Regions from separate parts of the Mus musculus genome. Here region 1 is linked to region 2. Evidence: chromatin contacts called from public Hi-C data. All regions are on one chromosome and are shown on one strand. The core of a region is the stretch at or near the end of the contact, and the rest is flanking DNA. Distances in the headings are between cores, read along the strand shown. Region 1 overlaps Mef2c (myocyte enhancer factor 2C). Region 2 has its middle 13 kb from the start of Gm33274.

Region 1 (7,027 bases), core at 2,081-4,580, 190 kb before region 2:
GAAAATAACTTTTAAAATATGCTTTTTAAAGTGTTTACTGTAATATTTGCACATAGCAAAGCTACTCACCAGTACCATATGTTGTTGAAATGGCTGATGGATATCCTCCCATTCCTTGTCCTGGTAAAGTAGGAGTTGCTACGGAAACCACCGGGGTAGCCAATGACTGAGCCGACTGGGAGTTATTTATCCTTTGATTCTTTTAAAGTAAATAAAAAGACATTATTGGTGGCAGATTTTAAAAAGTTAAAAATATTAGGTCTCACTATTAGTTTTTCACATAAAGAAATAAGTTGGTACAAAGCTCATGAAATTAATCATTTAACATGTGTCTCTATGAACTCTGCCAACCCTATCATTTACAATCCTTCAAGAGACCAGCTGTTGCCATAGTAACCCATTACATCAGTATCTCCTAGGCAACTGAACTAGTAACAAGTACCATAGCTTTATTATGGGTAAAAACAGACTACGTTGAGAACTGATGAAATATGTATACTGTACTGCTATTGTTTCAGTTTTATTCAAATGCAAATTAAAAAATTAAAATCAACCATAGTGGGTTTTGTGATCAGTTCTATGTACAGCAGAGCTGATAGATATGATTCAGGCTATGTTATGGCCAGCAGGTGGCGCTATGACCACTTTCTTCTGCTTCGACTTCCTTGCAAAAGGATGGCAAAGTAGCTAATGCCAGTATTTAACTCCTAATAGCCAGGAGGTAAAGGATGCTTACGCTCAAAATCCTGGTATTTTAAATTTTGAAAGAATAAGTGTCTTACTATTTAATAGCTAAAGATGCATTTTTGTGTTTCTATTTTAGAGTAAGTTCAGTCTTAATATTTAAAACATGGTCTTTAGGTAAAAGGTGGGGACAGAGGAAAAAGGCCTACAAAAACCAGCTATGCTTTCCACAGGCTGTCAATGATCCTAGAAATTAATGGTGTTTAAGCATAATCAGTACCCTCATTTATTGAGGTAAGTTTTAAAATCTTTCTGTTTGATCACAGCTAGCACCTTTCACTGAGGTAGTTCTGTTATCTTCCCGAGCATGCCCTTCAAGGGACGAGTCCTTCCCACTTACCAACAGCAGATCCACATCCTCAGACTGAGAGCATGGGGAAGGAGGGAAGGAGTTTATTAATTAGTGTCTGTAAATATTTATAACTGTGAAAATCTTTCTAGCAAAAGGAGATGCATCTTCTGATAGACGCAACAGTTTAAACAGCTTGGCACACGGGATGCCAAAGACAACTCCTTAACAAAGACATTCTTTGTTTCTCTTAGTGAGGTGTTCCTTGTCTCAAACCTGAAGACTGTCTATCTTGTTTGCAGCACAGGTCATTGTCTCTCTGTTTACTGTTGTGCCCCATACTTTGATAAAAAGATAATAGGAATCTACTTTAAACCCTACTTGCTAGAGGAAAAGGGAGTCATACATGACGAGAGTGAGAGCGAGAGAGAGAGAGAGCGAGAGAGAGAGAGAGAGAGAGAGAGAGAGAGAGAGAGAGAGAGAGAGAGAGAGAGAAAGAGAGAGAAGAGAGAGAGAAAGGGGGGGCTGATCCATGGGAATGTGTCAGTTTTAAGGGATATGGGATAAATGTGATGAGAGACACTGTGTGCCCTGCCTGACCCACACTCACAGCATCACTGTGGGAGGTTTTATTTCTTAGACTCAGGCTTTTCTAAAGGAAATGTCACATGTTATTTGATTTTAGCTAAATGCACAAAATGAATATATAATAAACAATCAGTTCACAGGACTATTTCACTCCTAGGCATGGCACAGAACAGAGAATTCTAAAACAAAGCAAAACAGAAGGAAATGTTTGTGGGGTAATTTAAATCTATCTGCTAAGTCTTTGCTATATATGTTCTCATTGTTAAGTTTTGCTGATTTGGAGAACACTCTGTCATCTATTGATCTATCTATCTATCTATCTATCTATCTATCTATCTATCTATCTTCTATCATTGTACCTACCTACTACCTATCTTTGTTTTTGGGCTTGATACCACAATATTCTTTTCATCTTATGCACAAGTCTCAGAGCAAGAAAATGATACAGCATGAGATTTTATATATGCTTAAGTTTACATTTCATATGTCTATATTTTCACTTAAAAGCTTCTACTACTTATTTTGGTTTAAAATGTAACATTGGTTCTCAAAATTTCTTGGGTTCTGAGAGTTAGATATTTTCATAAACTACAATAGGCAAAGATTAACTGAGACAATGCAAAGGCATATGATATATTAGATATTAAAGAAGTGATATGTAAGAAAGTATTCCCAATTAATGTAAGAAACCTCATTGAGGAATCAGTGAAAGTATTTTTCACTGTCAGTCAGCATTCTGAGAACATAAGTAGCTCAATAATGTAAAAATTCTCTCATGAAATACCCCACATAAGTATGGAATTCCTATGGAATATGATTTGATCAGGGTTAGAATTATTTTTCTAAGTATAAACGGACAGTCTTACGAAGGAATGTTTTTTCTTATTCTAGAAAGACTATCCAGAAGAAGGGTTTATTGGAATTTTTTAATATAGGAAAGGAAAATGCAAAATCAGTGACTACAACCCCATCAATACGATTAAAACATCCTCAGTCAGTGTTAATCGTCTGGGATGTCCTAAGAAATTCCTATCTAGACAATTAGTAGATACAGATAAGATATCATCAACATGTATTAAGAACAGAGCTGTGCATTACCACTGATGGCATCGTGTTCTTGCTGCCAGGTGGGATAAGAACGCGGAGATCTGGCTTACGATTATTCATTCCTAGATTCATAGGGGGAGGAGATTTGGCTTGTATATTCTTGTTCAGGTTACCAGGTGAGACCAGCAGGCCTGGTGAGTTCCGGGGGTTGCCGTATCCATTCCCTGTTAACACAAGAGATGACAAAACTCAGGGAGAAATCGAGGCGTGTGCATGTTTTTAAAGAACAGCTCATATGAAGATAAAAGGATACGCCTAGCTGTGAGTCATACAAATCAACACATGAAGGCTGACTGATTTAACTTCTGTGGGAAAGGCAGCTTGCCAGTTAATTGTTTCATATACCTCCAAAAGGATATTACAAACTTTTTATTTTTATAAGAAGAAAGCAAATCTTTAACTTGATCAGAAATCTGCATATCATATGTTTTTAAAATTTATTATTATTATCATCATTTGTTATTATTATTATTATTTTCTCCCCCTCCTCCACCCTCCGGAAGAGATTCAGACAGCCAGTTCAGGATCTAAGAAAAGTGCATAACTGATCCTGCACTTAATTGACGAGTTTGGCAGAGGCTGGCTGGAGTGACTCACTCTTCCAGTTCTTTGGTTTGGGTTTGATTCTGTGTGTCTGTGTGTCCTCAGATGAAGAAGGGGCAAGGCACCAAGGCTGTAATTTCTAGGGCGGGCGGGCAGGAGGAGGAAAAACTGCACGTACATTTTGCTCTTCAGTCTTCTCCACTCTAAGTGAATACTCTCTCTCCATGGCCTTTCTTACTTCAAGTTTACTCTCCTCACCAAGTTCAGCACATGGCCTGAAGCCTTGCACACTTCCTGCTCCTGAGAATCTTCAAAAGTGGCAGTCCTCAGGCACTGAAACCATGGTGCCTCCAGGCAAGTGCTGACTCATTCAGACACAGGGAGAGTTCACTAATCGCTAAGAATTAAGGCTCTTCCAGAATCTGATATTTAGCCTCCTACTAACAAAGTAGGTATTTGAAAGCCTCTGTTTTCCACTTTTAAAACGCACTACCCTCACTGATAGGAGCAGCTGAGGCGTTGGTTGGAAAGGCATCTTGAAGTGGAGTAGGAGCCAACCTGGGAAGCTATCTGTTGGTTTCCTGAGGGATAATAGGAGAAACCCACTGCTGGATTCAATAATGCTTCCTAGAAAACTAGCCAGTCGTCTTCCAAGTACCATTAAAGGAGATGGTTAATTTTATTGTTATATTCATTATTACCATCATTATAAAACACAACTATCTATTACTCTTAGAAGAAGGAGACCATGTGCTTCTCAGCAGGAAGGCAAAGGCAGCCTTGGAGGGCTCTGAGATTTCTTTGCAGTTAAGCAATGCACACTTATGGAACATGTACAAACAAAAAAAAAAAAACCAAGGGCAAAACGGTTGTAGAATAATATAGATTATATGTTATTCAATATCTATGGGAGAAGAGATTACCTAATGCAAGTTTAGGAAGAGGTAGGAACTAATGTGTATTTCAACAAATGAGAAGAAGAGGTAAGTTAGGCAGCTGACTTCGGTAACTGGGTAAGAGGCAGGCTGAGGGAGGATTTTACCCAGCATCTTTAAGAAAACTGGGAGGGATCTGCTTACAAAGGAGCCAGTGAAAACAGGGTTCTCTTCGTAGGTGCTCTTTGGAGAAGATGGTCAGTGGGGACTTCCAATTTTATGATGATATGTTAGAAGTAGAGACTACCCAGTTTCAGAACAGTGATAGAAACTGGTCCCTGAATGGTTAGACATCTGCAACACTGGAAAGGGTGGTCTTGGAAAAGCCTATGTGTATGGATCTTTCTTGAGTCTATGGCAATAGCTTCAGAAAGAAAACAAGGAGTTGGGAGGGGAACGCACAAGCATGTTTCAAAGAGATACTTACAGAAATGTTTTGCTATGCCAATACTAATTGTATGAAGTCATGGTTTCATTATGACATGCTCGCACACTTACACAATGCACTTCAATATATTCACCTTCTCTTGTTCCTTCTACCCCACGTTGGCTCCTTTCTTCCCAAACTGTCCCACTGGGGACTCTCTGAATTAAAATATATTTGGGTCATGTGGTCCAAAACACACTTATTCTTCATATCCAATTCATTTACCTGCTTTGTTTCATGAATAAATGAATAGGCTGAATATATAAAAACTCGCAAGGTTCAATCTTGCAACTGGATCATGGTAAAAATTAACAAGTATCTTGAGGCAAAATGAAAATAAAACAAATGAAACATCCCCAAAACAAGTGCCAACTACAAAGTCGTTGTTTAAGAAATTTGCACCGAATTTGAATACAAATTAGTCTTCTATAATAAAACATCAAGAAAAGTTGCTAAATTATAGCTAGGAAAATATGTCAAACCCCAAATTATCTGTTACAGTTAATTTGGACAGTGTTTGATGGTAAAAGTTCTTACTTGAAACAATACATTTACCCTTTCTCACTAAAAGAAATATAAACAAATCGTACTCTGTAAGAAAGATAATGGGTGAGTTAGGCTGCACAGAGGAGTTCTGTGTTTAATGGGTCTCCTTGGAACGTTATTTTGTGTTAGGGCCTTTAACAGAATTGTAGAGTCCCTACACGAAAAGGAAAGGAGGAGACCAAGATATCTGCAGCATGCATTCCTGCCTGCTGAAGTTTGAGTGCGCGCGCGCGCACACACACACACACACACACACACACAGACACACACACACACACACACACACACACACACACACAGACACACATCACAAACATGTTAACCCTCTGTGAGATCTGGTTTAAATAAACAATCAAATGGAAAGTTAGCCAAGTAATTTCAAAAGAAGAAGAAGAAGAAATGTCAGTTAAGCAGGGCAGTGAAGCCTGAAAGGATGAGAAACTAAAATCCTGCCTGGGTAGATGCTGGTGCTGGTTTGCATGGAGCAGTAATTCTGCTAAAAGGAAGTAAAACCACTTCACGACATGTGCTGTCCTAAGATAGGACAAGCACGGGGCCAGTGTGAGAAAGTGGAGAGCTTCACAGAGGCTGTGCAAAAAAAAAGTCTCTTCAAAAACATTTTCTATGGTAAACTCAGAGACAGTCCAAAAAAAGCCCCAGTCTTTCTGCCCACATTTTAAAACAGCGCTTTGGAGCGGCAGTGAGCAGGGGAAAAGGAAGCACACATACGTGGTTTTCCACTCAGTAAACACCTCAGAAGCAAAAAATGGAATCAAAAGCATTCTATGTCTCTCTTGAAATATGTGCTGCTATTTGGAAATTACACCATTTTAGAAGATTAGTTCCATAGTTTTAAGGTGTCATGTACATGTTAACCCTGTGTGAGATCTGGTTTAAATAAACAATCAAATGGAAAATTAGCCAAGTAATTTCAAAAGAAGAAGGATAAATGGCAGTTAAGCATGACATTTTTACACTTATATTTTCGGAGCATAAAATTATTTTTTATGAACAAATAAATGCTATTTTTTATGAGTGAATTTCTGCTATTTTTAGAATATTGTGCCAGCTAGCATTTTGGAGAAGTATAATAACCATTTCTGTTTCCAGCCACCAAATTGTTATTCTTTTGGCATAATATAGATTCAGGAATGTGAGACTGTGGACCCTAGACCAGTGATATTGAAACCTATCATTTGGAAGTCAATGATGAATGCATGTGTGTGGCTCATTGCTAAGAAGAGCCTGCATTTAAGTTGGCTGGGAAACCGCAGCCTCCTTTTCGCTCAGAATGCTTTGGCCTGTGTGGAGGCTGAGGGCCCACCTTAAGATAAATTCACCAGAGAGCATGGCCACACTTAACTTCAGGGACCCAGGAGGTGGGAAACACCACCTCTCGACAACCTTCTAATATACAGATTCAACTTTCTTGATGCTATGTTTCAAAATTATACTCTACTGGGACAATTATCAATTTAGACGTGACCGTATGCAGATGTCACATTCTTCTGACCACTTGAAAGGACAAAAATTATAACGTATGGTAAATGGATTTCCTGATTATACATTATAGGAAAATGAGGTACAGAGTGACTTTAGAGTTCAATGAAGCTTTTATAGTTTCATTTGATTAAAAATATTGTTTCTTATGAACCAATTTAGGCTTTTATGATGTAGTCACGTGAAGGATAACAGATTCTACCTCTGCTCCTACAAGTGTCTAATAAACAATGAAAGCAGTGTAAATAGTCAAGATTTCAAATATAGTGGTAATTTTTCCCCACAGTTAACTTAAAAGCACTTTTCTGCCTTTTCTACTTCATTTGATTTTACTCACTCCTACTTTAG
Region 2 (7,795 bases), core at 774-3,273:
GTAGGGATATATACATCTTAGAAGCAAGTAGAAATGGTTAAATTAAACATCTTTATTAGAGAAAATTCAGATCCGGGAATGGATCACTAAAGCAATAGTTCTGTATGTGTAATGTAAGACTGTGTTTAGCCATTCTGAAAAGACGACCTTCTTCATGTTTATTTGCCATAGAGTCTATGGCTTTTCTAGACTGAATCTCAAGATGTGTTAAACCTATAAGTCAAAAGCATTGCTGATAGTTTGTAAAGGAACAAGAGTATAAAAATTTACAAATTTGGCATCTATGAAAATAGACCATAATCCCACAAATATAAAAACACATTGATAGCGTGGTCACTATTATTCTGATGGTATAATATAGGTAAAGTTTTATTAAATTACTGCAACAGGAAAGCATAGCTTCTGAAGGGAGAGTTCAGGGACTCTGTGAGTATAAAGTCAGGATTTTGATGTTTCCTTGACAGAAGTTACTATGTATATAATATTTTAAGATATAGGGTTTATTTATTTTTCTTTCCATATGACAAGAGCCATCTTTAGTTCTAATGTTTGCATAAGGTGAGGAAGAAATTAGAATTGATCCAAGGAGAACTACAACTCAGCAACATGACATTTTCACTCTTCTTTCAAATCCTTGCAGTTTGAAAACTAAGTACTTTTGCAAACAAAATAGCCCTACCAGTTCATGGAGTAGTGGAAATCAAAGAGATAGAAGGAACCACACAAGGCTCCTCCTTTTCCCTTTCTTCAGATTTGGGCATGGGTTACTGTGGTCAAAGTGTTGTAAAAGGGTTTGATTGAAACTATTCTATGCTTGCTTCCCAATAGAGAATTCAATTAATGTCAGTAACATCACTATAGCAAAATAAAAAAAAATATAGCAAAATTTTGGATAACCTGAAAAGGGTATCACATGGAGAATGTACCAAGGATCATAAAAACCTTGCATACTTAGTCCCTCAAGTTTATCATCTTTGATAGTGCCCTTTGTAGTGCCAAATCACTAGTCTTATGGACTGTGCAGAAATTGGCCATCAAAAGATTTTCCTAAAGCAAACTGATGCTGTCAGCCCATGCTATCCAGTCTGTGTTTGAATTCACTGTCAAATGGCATGATATTTTTATGGTTTTGAAAAAAATGTCTATTGAGAAGGCAACTGCATAGTAGGCTACCCTCCCTGCTTGACCCCATCTTAAGATTTTTATTGCCTGAACTGGCACCAAAGAAACTTCTTGAAAATAACACATTCCTTGTCCATTCAGTGGTTAATGATGCTTAAAAAAATCAGTTTGTGACTGTGACCTAAATCATGCCAGAAGCTATAAAGTCATGGGTCTCTTTAAGTTTGAATATGGCCCACATGCTTTACACCACTACACTGACCCCATAATACTGTTGGTTAGTGTGAACACACACACACATGCACTCACACACATGCACACACACACACACACACACCACACTCACACACACTAATACACATGCACAAGCACACACTCATACACACAGGCACTCACACACACTCACACACATGTACAAACACACACACATACACATGCACAAACACACACACACACACACACACACACACACACACACAAACACACACTAAATGACTTGATAAAAAGAAATGGTATTTTTCAGACTTCCAGGTTAAAGAAAAGGTTCATGAAAGAGATGTAAGTGAACTTTAAGCCAAACATTTGTTTGGCTTTGCGGCAGCAGGCTGAAGGAATGTAAACTTTTTTTTTTTTCAATGACTTCAGCTCCTAATTTGAAAGCTAGGATTTTTAGGAGTGAGCAAGAGACTATATTTGGCCAAAAAATTCTGCTGGCTTTACTTAGCCAATCTGCACATTCAAAACAATACTTCTTTATCAAAAAAACAATAGTCTGTTTTATTCACAGCACATGTAGAATTTGGAACATTGACCAAATTCCACTTTCTTCTCTTGTAGTGTGTCTGTAACCAGCTAATGAGCTGCAACAGAGCCTGGCCTTCATTTTCAGCAAATTAAGTTCATCCCCAAAGGAATTGTGGTCTGGCTGTGGCACCAGTCCTAGGTATGGGTGGGATTTGTTTCTTCTACCAGTTGTAGGTTAGCCACATGGGTACGTGCTGTCGCACCACACAACAGAATCTTCTCTATAATAGCCAGTCTAAGTAGCCCTCTACCCCACAAAAGCAGATCCCATTTAATTTACTTTGTGTTTACAGCACTCCCTCTTAAACCGCATCATTGGCATGGCCTGATGTTTATACAACTTTTTATTTTAAACTATTTATTTAGAGTTGAGGCCTCAGTAGTACTCCCTGTCAGATCCACTGAGCATGCTCAGCTTCTGAATTCTGAATGCAAGTTGGGAAGAGTGATGTGGGTCTGTGGGATTTTTTTCTTGGGGTTCACTAAAGGACCAAAGGAAGGTTTTACGTGTGCTGGTAGAATTTGCAAGACAAACTGCTGCTAGGAAATTTAACACTCATGAATGGTGAACAGTCTCTGCCTATTGTATCTCCACATACTTTGACAAAAGATCTTAAAGTCAGATTTGAAACATTAAAACTTTAATTCAAGCTGGAAAAAGTGTTGCTCCAGACCCTGTAACATACAAAGATGCTCCAATTGTTGTAACGGAAGTTAGTAGTCAAATAGATACTTGCTAAAGAACATAGGAGAAAATTCATAATTTTCTGCCTGACTTCTGTTTTGGGGCTTTACTCCATGCTTTGTTTTTCATAACCTCACAGTGTTTATTTTAACTTTTAGCACAAGAACAGTGCTATAATATTTAAATAGGTCCTTTGTGTATATGTTACAGTTGTTAGCTTACTGTTTTTGTGGGACTCCTAACAGTCAGATGGGGCGTGTCTCTGACTCTTTGTCTGCTATTGGGACTCCTTTTTTTTCCTACTGAGTTGCCTTGTCTAGCCTTGATATGAGGGCTTTTGCCTTATCTTGTATCTTGCTTTGTCCTGTTCAGTTCTTATCTTTTGGAGGCCTGCTCTTTTTTTTTTTTTTTTTTTTCTGAAGTGGAGGAGGGGAAATTGGATCTGGTGGTGAGGGAATATTGTTGCAGGGAGTTGGGAGGTGAAAATTTAATCCAGCAACATGTCTGCTCTGGCAAAGGATTCCATCCAAAGACTTTCTAGGTCTATGTAATCCAATTGAAATACAGACACACCACATACCTTTAATCCCTCTGGTTTGAAAACAGACATGCCCATAGGACAAACCTTTAATCCCAAACAAGGCACATAAATTTGGTTTGGAGGTAGAAGGAAGCAGCCATGTTTGAAAGTTACTTCTAATTGAGGGGCATAAAAAATGATGGATCGACATTGACAGAATGAGCCAGAGAGAGGATAAGGCCAGCTTGTATGAGAACAGTATTTGAAAGAGAGGCTACTTAAGAAGGCAGAGGAGAGAGAAAGAGAGAGAGAGAGAGACAGACAGACAGACAGACAGACAGACACAGACAGACACAGACAGACACAGACAGACACACAGAGAGAGACAGAGAGAGAGAGACAGAGAGAGAGCCAGTTTTTACTTGGATGTTTTTTACAGAGACAGAATGCAGGCACAGGTGAAGATGGAATGAACCAGAGAAAGAGAAGGGGAGCCAGAAGATAAGAACAGATTGCAAGAGTTAATTTGAGGCCAAATAGCAGTTCAGTGAGAAGCTGAGAGAAGCCAGTTTGAATCAGCCAGCTTAGAGAGAAGTTTTGGCTAGAACAGCTAAGTTGCTACAGCCAGAAAGAGTTAGGAAAGAGAAATGGTGAGCTTAATCATCAGTAAGCATCTAAAATGACAATTACACCTGGGTAAAAATAGTTATTTTTACACTCTCCTCAGTCAAGGGCTGGTAAAATTGTCATTAGTTCATAAAATGGTAGCGTGCTGGGAAAGAAGAGATTGTAGATGCTGGCAACTGTTTGGACAGGATTCAAGATGATGCATGAACAGCGAGACAGCAGAGAAACATCTGAGGATGCTGAAACCACAGCTATGTGAGCACAGGACCCAGAGAATCTCCCTTAACCACATGCGCACATGGAGATGAACACAAAATGGGTCAGAATGCTGGTAGGATGTTGATGATAAGTCAAGATTCCTCCCCTCCCCTCCCCTCCCCTCCCCTCCCCTCCCCTCCCCTCCCCTCCCCTCCCCTCCCCTCCCCTCCCCTCCCCTCCTCTCCCCTCCCCTCCCCTCCCCTCCTCTCCTCTCCTTTCCTCTTCTCTCCTCTTTACCTCCTCTCTTCTTTTTCCAGTCCCTGTTATGATAGGCAACTAATTGGAAAGTAGACTAAAAGTAGGCCTTATTTCTGCCATGATGTGAATGGGGATTCCAAATAAACATAAATGTACTGTTACTGGAGAAAAAAAAAGTAAAATTATCTGTATTTTGGACATCTGTGTCTGATGGCATTAGCTTTTAGTACAGAAAGACAGAATCATTCTTTCCTCTTCAGGTTCCAGTGTCATAGATATGGCACATAGTAGGTATGCAACAAACAGTTGTTCATAGGTATGCAACAAACAGTTGTTCACAGAATGAATCAATATTGTAGAATAATGTTTCATGCTGACTGCTACAGATCTTTGATCTGTTGGGTCACATTAAAAATGTCCTGCCTTACTGTTGCCTACTGCATGCCAGATTGGCCTGTTTACTCTGTGGTTTCCCACATTCCAAACAGTGCAGTTTGCTTGAAATTATACTTCAGCATTTTCTGGAGTGTTTCTTCTGCCCACCCTTCTTGCAGCAACTCTACTTTAGTTCCTTGTGTGCCAGCTGCTGCAATAGCTTGCTGTCACTAAGCCTAGACATGTATCCACCCCAGAGGGGTTAAGGGAGACCACATCAATGCTGGAGACCTGGCTGTCTTCCAGCACTGCACTGTGGGTCATTCTAGTTTGTGCTTTGGTGAGGTCTATTTTCCCCAATGCCTTTCAGTTGTGAAGGGAGAGGGGGGCTAAGATGGAGTACTACAAAACAGAAACAGAAAGCTCAATGTGTGGGTAGAGAATCCCCCCTTTCCTCTTGAGCAGAGGAGACCCATTCAGAGGATGTTCAACTTATATTTTCCCTTCTGCATTAACTTCTTCCCCAAGTTTTCTGGGGCTGACACCTGTAAACCAGATGGGCTATCCACTGACATACTGAACTATATAAAACCTGAAAAGGCATGATTGTGTTTCCTTCTTGTAAAGACATCTGCTGTTGCGGACGGCTGAGATCTCAGAAACTATTCTGTGAAGGTAATATTTGGTATTTCTGAGATCTAAAAGGCCTCACATACTTTAACATTAAACAATTTAAACACCAACAGTATTTAAATGGCTTTGTACATAAGATTGGAATACATAAAGAAGTATAAATTGCCCTTCTTATTTTTGTGTTCTCCCATATGTATGTTCATATATTTTGGTTGCAAGTAACAGGAAATATAATTCAAACTGATTTAGCAAGCTGAAAATGCCCTGAAAACGACACACGGTACAGTGGACAGGGAGCAGTGATGGGAGAGAGTGACAGGCAGTGCAGTGGACAGGGAGCAGTGTGATGGGAGAGAGTGTTAGGCAGTACAGTCGACAGGGAGCACTGTGATGGGAAAAAGTGACAGGTGATGCAGTGGAAAGGGAACACTATGATGGGAGAGAGTGATAGGTGGTACAGTGGACAGGGAGCAGTGTGATGGGAAAGAATGACAGGTGATGCAGTGGACAGGGAGCACTATGATGGGAGAGAATGACTGGCAGTACAGTGGACAGGGAGCAGTATGATGGGGCAGTGCAAACTCTTGCCTTTTTCTCTCCTCTCTGCCTCCTAGAGCTTCCACCAAAACACCAAAAATGATGGCAAGCAGCTTTTTCCAGTTTCCTAAATAAATTAGGAAATTATTTATTGTTATTTTTTAAACTACTTTTTAGTTGACATTGAATAACATCATTTTTCTTCTTTTTACCCAGTCCTTCCCACATTCAATTCAATATCCTCTTTTACTTTGATTATTATTGTGACACACACACACACACACACACACGCACACACACACAGAGGACTTACTAAAGTCTGCTTAGTCTGTGTTTTGTCTTTTTTGTTTATATGGATTCAAGTCTAAACATTTTCAATGGACAATCAATAAGGGAACTCACCATTGAGAGAAACTAACTCTCCTTCTACCAGAACTCATCAGTTGCTTCATAGTTCTCTGTCTAGTGTTGAAACTCCACAAAAATATCCCCCCACCTATTAGCATATCCATTGTATTGCTATCGTTCCAGTCTGGAGAGAAAACTTTTTTTCTGCCTGATTTCAGAAAAGCAAAAGAAGAATTATTAATATAAGGTCAATGGCACTGGAGAGAAACATGTGGATGTAAGGGTGCCTCCTTTCACAGAATTATCCCATGATTCATGTGCTAGGGTGGTAAATTCACATATATGATGGCATGATGGCAGGTTCATCTATGGGAAACAATTTGAGGCTGAGAACTTCATCATGAAGCACACAGGTTGTGGCATCTTGTCTATGGCAAATGCTGGACCAAACACATGTGGGTCCCAGGTTTTTTTTTTTTTTTTTTTATCTGCATTGTCAAGACTGAGCAGCTGAAGATAGTCTTTGGGAAGGTGACAGAAGGCATGAGCATCATGGAGTCTATGGAGCATTTCGGAATGGAAAGAGCAGCAAGAAGATCACTATTTTCAACTGTCGACAAATTCTTTTGACCTATGGGTCCTGTAGCTCAGGAGAGCATCCCCATTCCATCTGCTACCAATACTCTGTAACCTCTGCTATCATTGAACTCTTTGGATTCTATATTATCCTTATTCCTTTTCAAGGGTAGCTGGATTGCAGTTAAGTTTATGTTTATTAATAAAAACTAAATAGGAAAAAAATAAAGTTAATAGTTTTAAATTTTTGAGTTAATGGCTACCAAAGCCAGTATCTTCTTTTCCATTTGCAGAACATAAAGCTTAAGGCTAAATATTTAGCTGAAGATAGATTTATTCCAGGTTCTTCTAACATTTATCTTTTTCTCTGTTTGATTCATCTTTATTCTAATTTATTTTAAATCCATCATGATATAGAGTTAAGTACTTTAAATTGTTTCATATTTCTTATAGAAGTTACTCAAAAGAGGGAGATAAGGAGTCAGAAAAGCAAGTATGTTGAAAGAAACTTAAAAGAGGACTTTGTGTGTGTGTATCTATGTGTTTGTGTGTTGTGTGTGTGTATGTACGTATGTGTATGTGTCTGTGTTTGTGTGTGTGTATGTTTCTGGTGGGTGTAGCTATGATATTTGTGATGTGGACATGTGTGAGTACGGTATATGTAGTCCATAAGAGGGCTTTGGGTATCTTCTCTTCTTTTCTGCCGATTCCTTTTAAGGAAGAGTCTCTCTTGAACCTGGAGCTCACGTGTTTATTTGTGTTTCCTTGTTTTGTTTTCATGGCTACACTGGGAAGTCGCAATCCCCAAGGATCTTCTTGATGTTGGAGTTAAAGGCATGCAGAGAGCACTCAGCTTATTTTATGCTTGTTGGGATCTAAAGTCTGGTCCTTGTGCTTGCTATGTAAGCATTCTTCGCTGTTGAGCATTCTCCTGACACAAGAGGTTTAGCATTGCTTCACTATTCCAGAAGTTTTAGGTCAGGGTTTGTTGTTTTCATTTGAGAACAGGGTGAGGCATAACAGCATGGAGGGCATCTTGTACTCCAGAAAAACTATGGCATCTGTGACATCAGGAGAAGCCCCAACATACACTTCAAGAAGACAGTCCCAAC

What was found. Hi-C and Micro-C count contacts between places; a contact is called where the count stands out from the background.
Region 1: a Hi-C map of uterus shows a contact between it and region 2, with 4 times the contacts expected there. The contact joins two enhancer-like sites. A contact is called at or near these places in 1 of 15 datasets of contacts at CTCF or cohesin (large pre-B cells), 10 of 484 Hi-C or Micro-C datasets (the MC3T3-E1 cell line, bone marrow-derived DN2 thymocytes, bone marrow-derived macrophages and 5 more), 2 of 115 datasets of contacts at active chromatin or transcription factors (fibro-adipogenic progenitors and large pre-B cells) and 3 of 9 other capture datasets (adipose tissue, embryonic stem cells and liver).

Annotation. Positions count from the first base shown.
Region 1 is chr13:83,648,679-83,655,705 of GRCm38.p6, reverse strand. Mef2c (myocyte enhancer factor 2C) reads right to left here. Exons shown (of 11, transcript NM_001347575.1): 7 at 2,720-2,892; 8 at 1,085-1,108; 9 at 70-199. It overlaps Gm52044 (a long non-coding RNA gene), which reads left to right. Exons shown (of 3, transcript XR_003950630.1): 3 at 1-7,027. Among named protein-coding and RNA genes, the nearest start is that of Gm52044, 10 kb to the left of the region's middle. Within about 2 kb of position 3,330, at least 46 of the 459 cell types and tissues checked have an H3K27ac peak or open chromatin away from gene starts, as enhancers often do. A contact at or near this core is called in uterus, where this site is marked.
Region 2 is chr13:83,455,984-83,463,778 of GRCm38.p6, reverse strand. No RefSeq gene overlaps it. Among named protein-coding and RNA genes, the nearest start is that of Gm33274, 13 kb to the right of the region's middle. Within about 2 kb of position 2,023, at least 22 of the 459 cell types and tissues checked have an H3K27ac peak or open chromatin away from gene starts, as enhancers often do. A contact at or near this core is called in uterus, where this site is marked.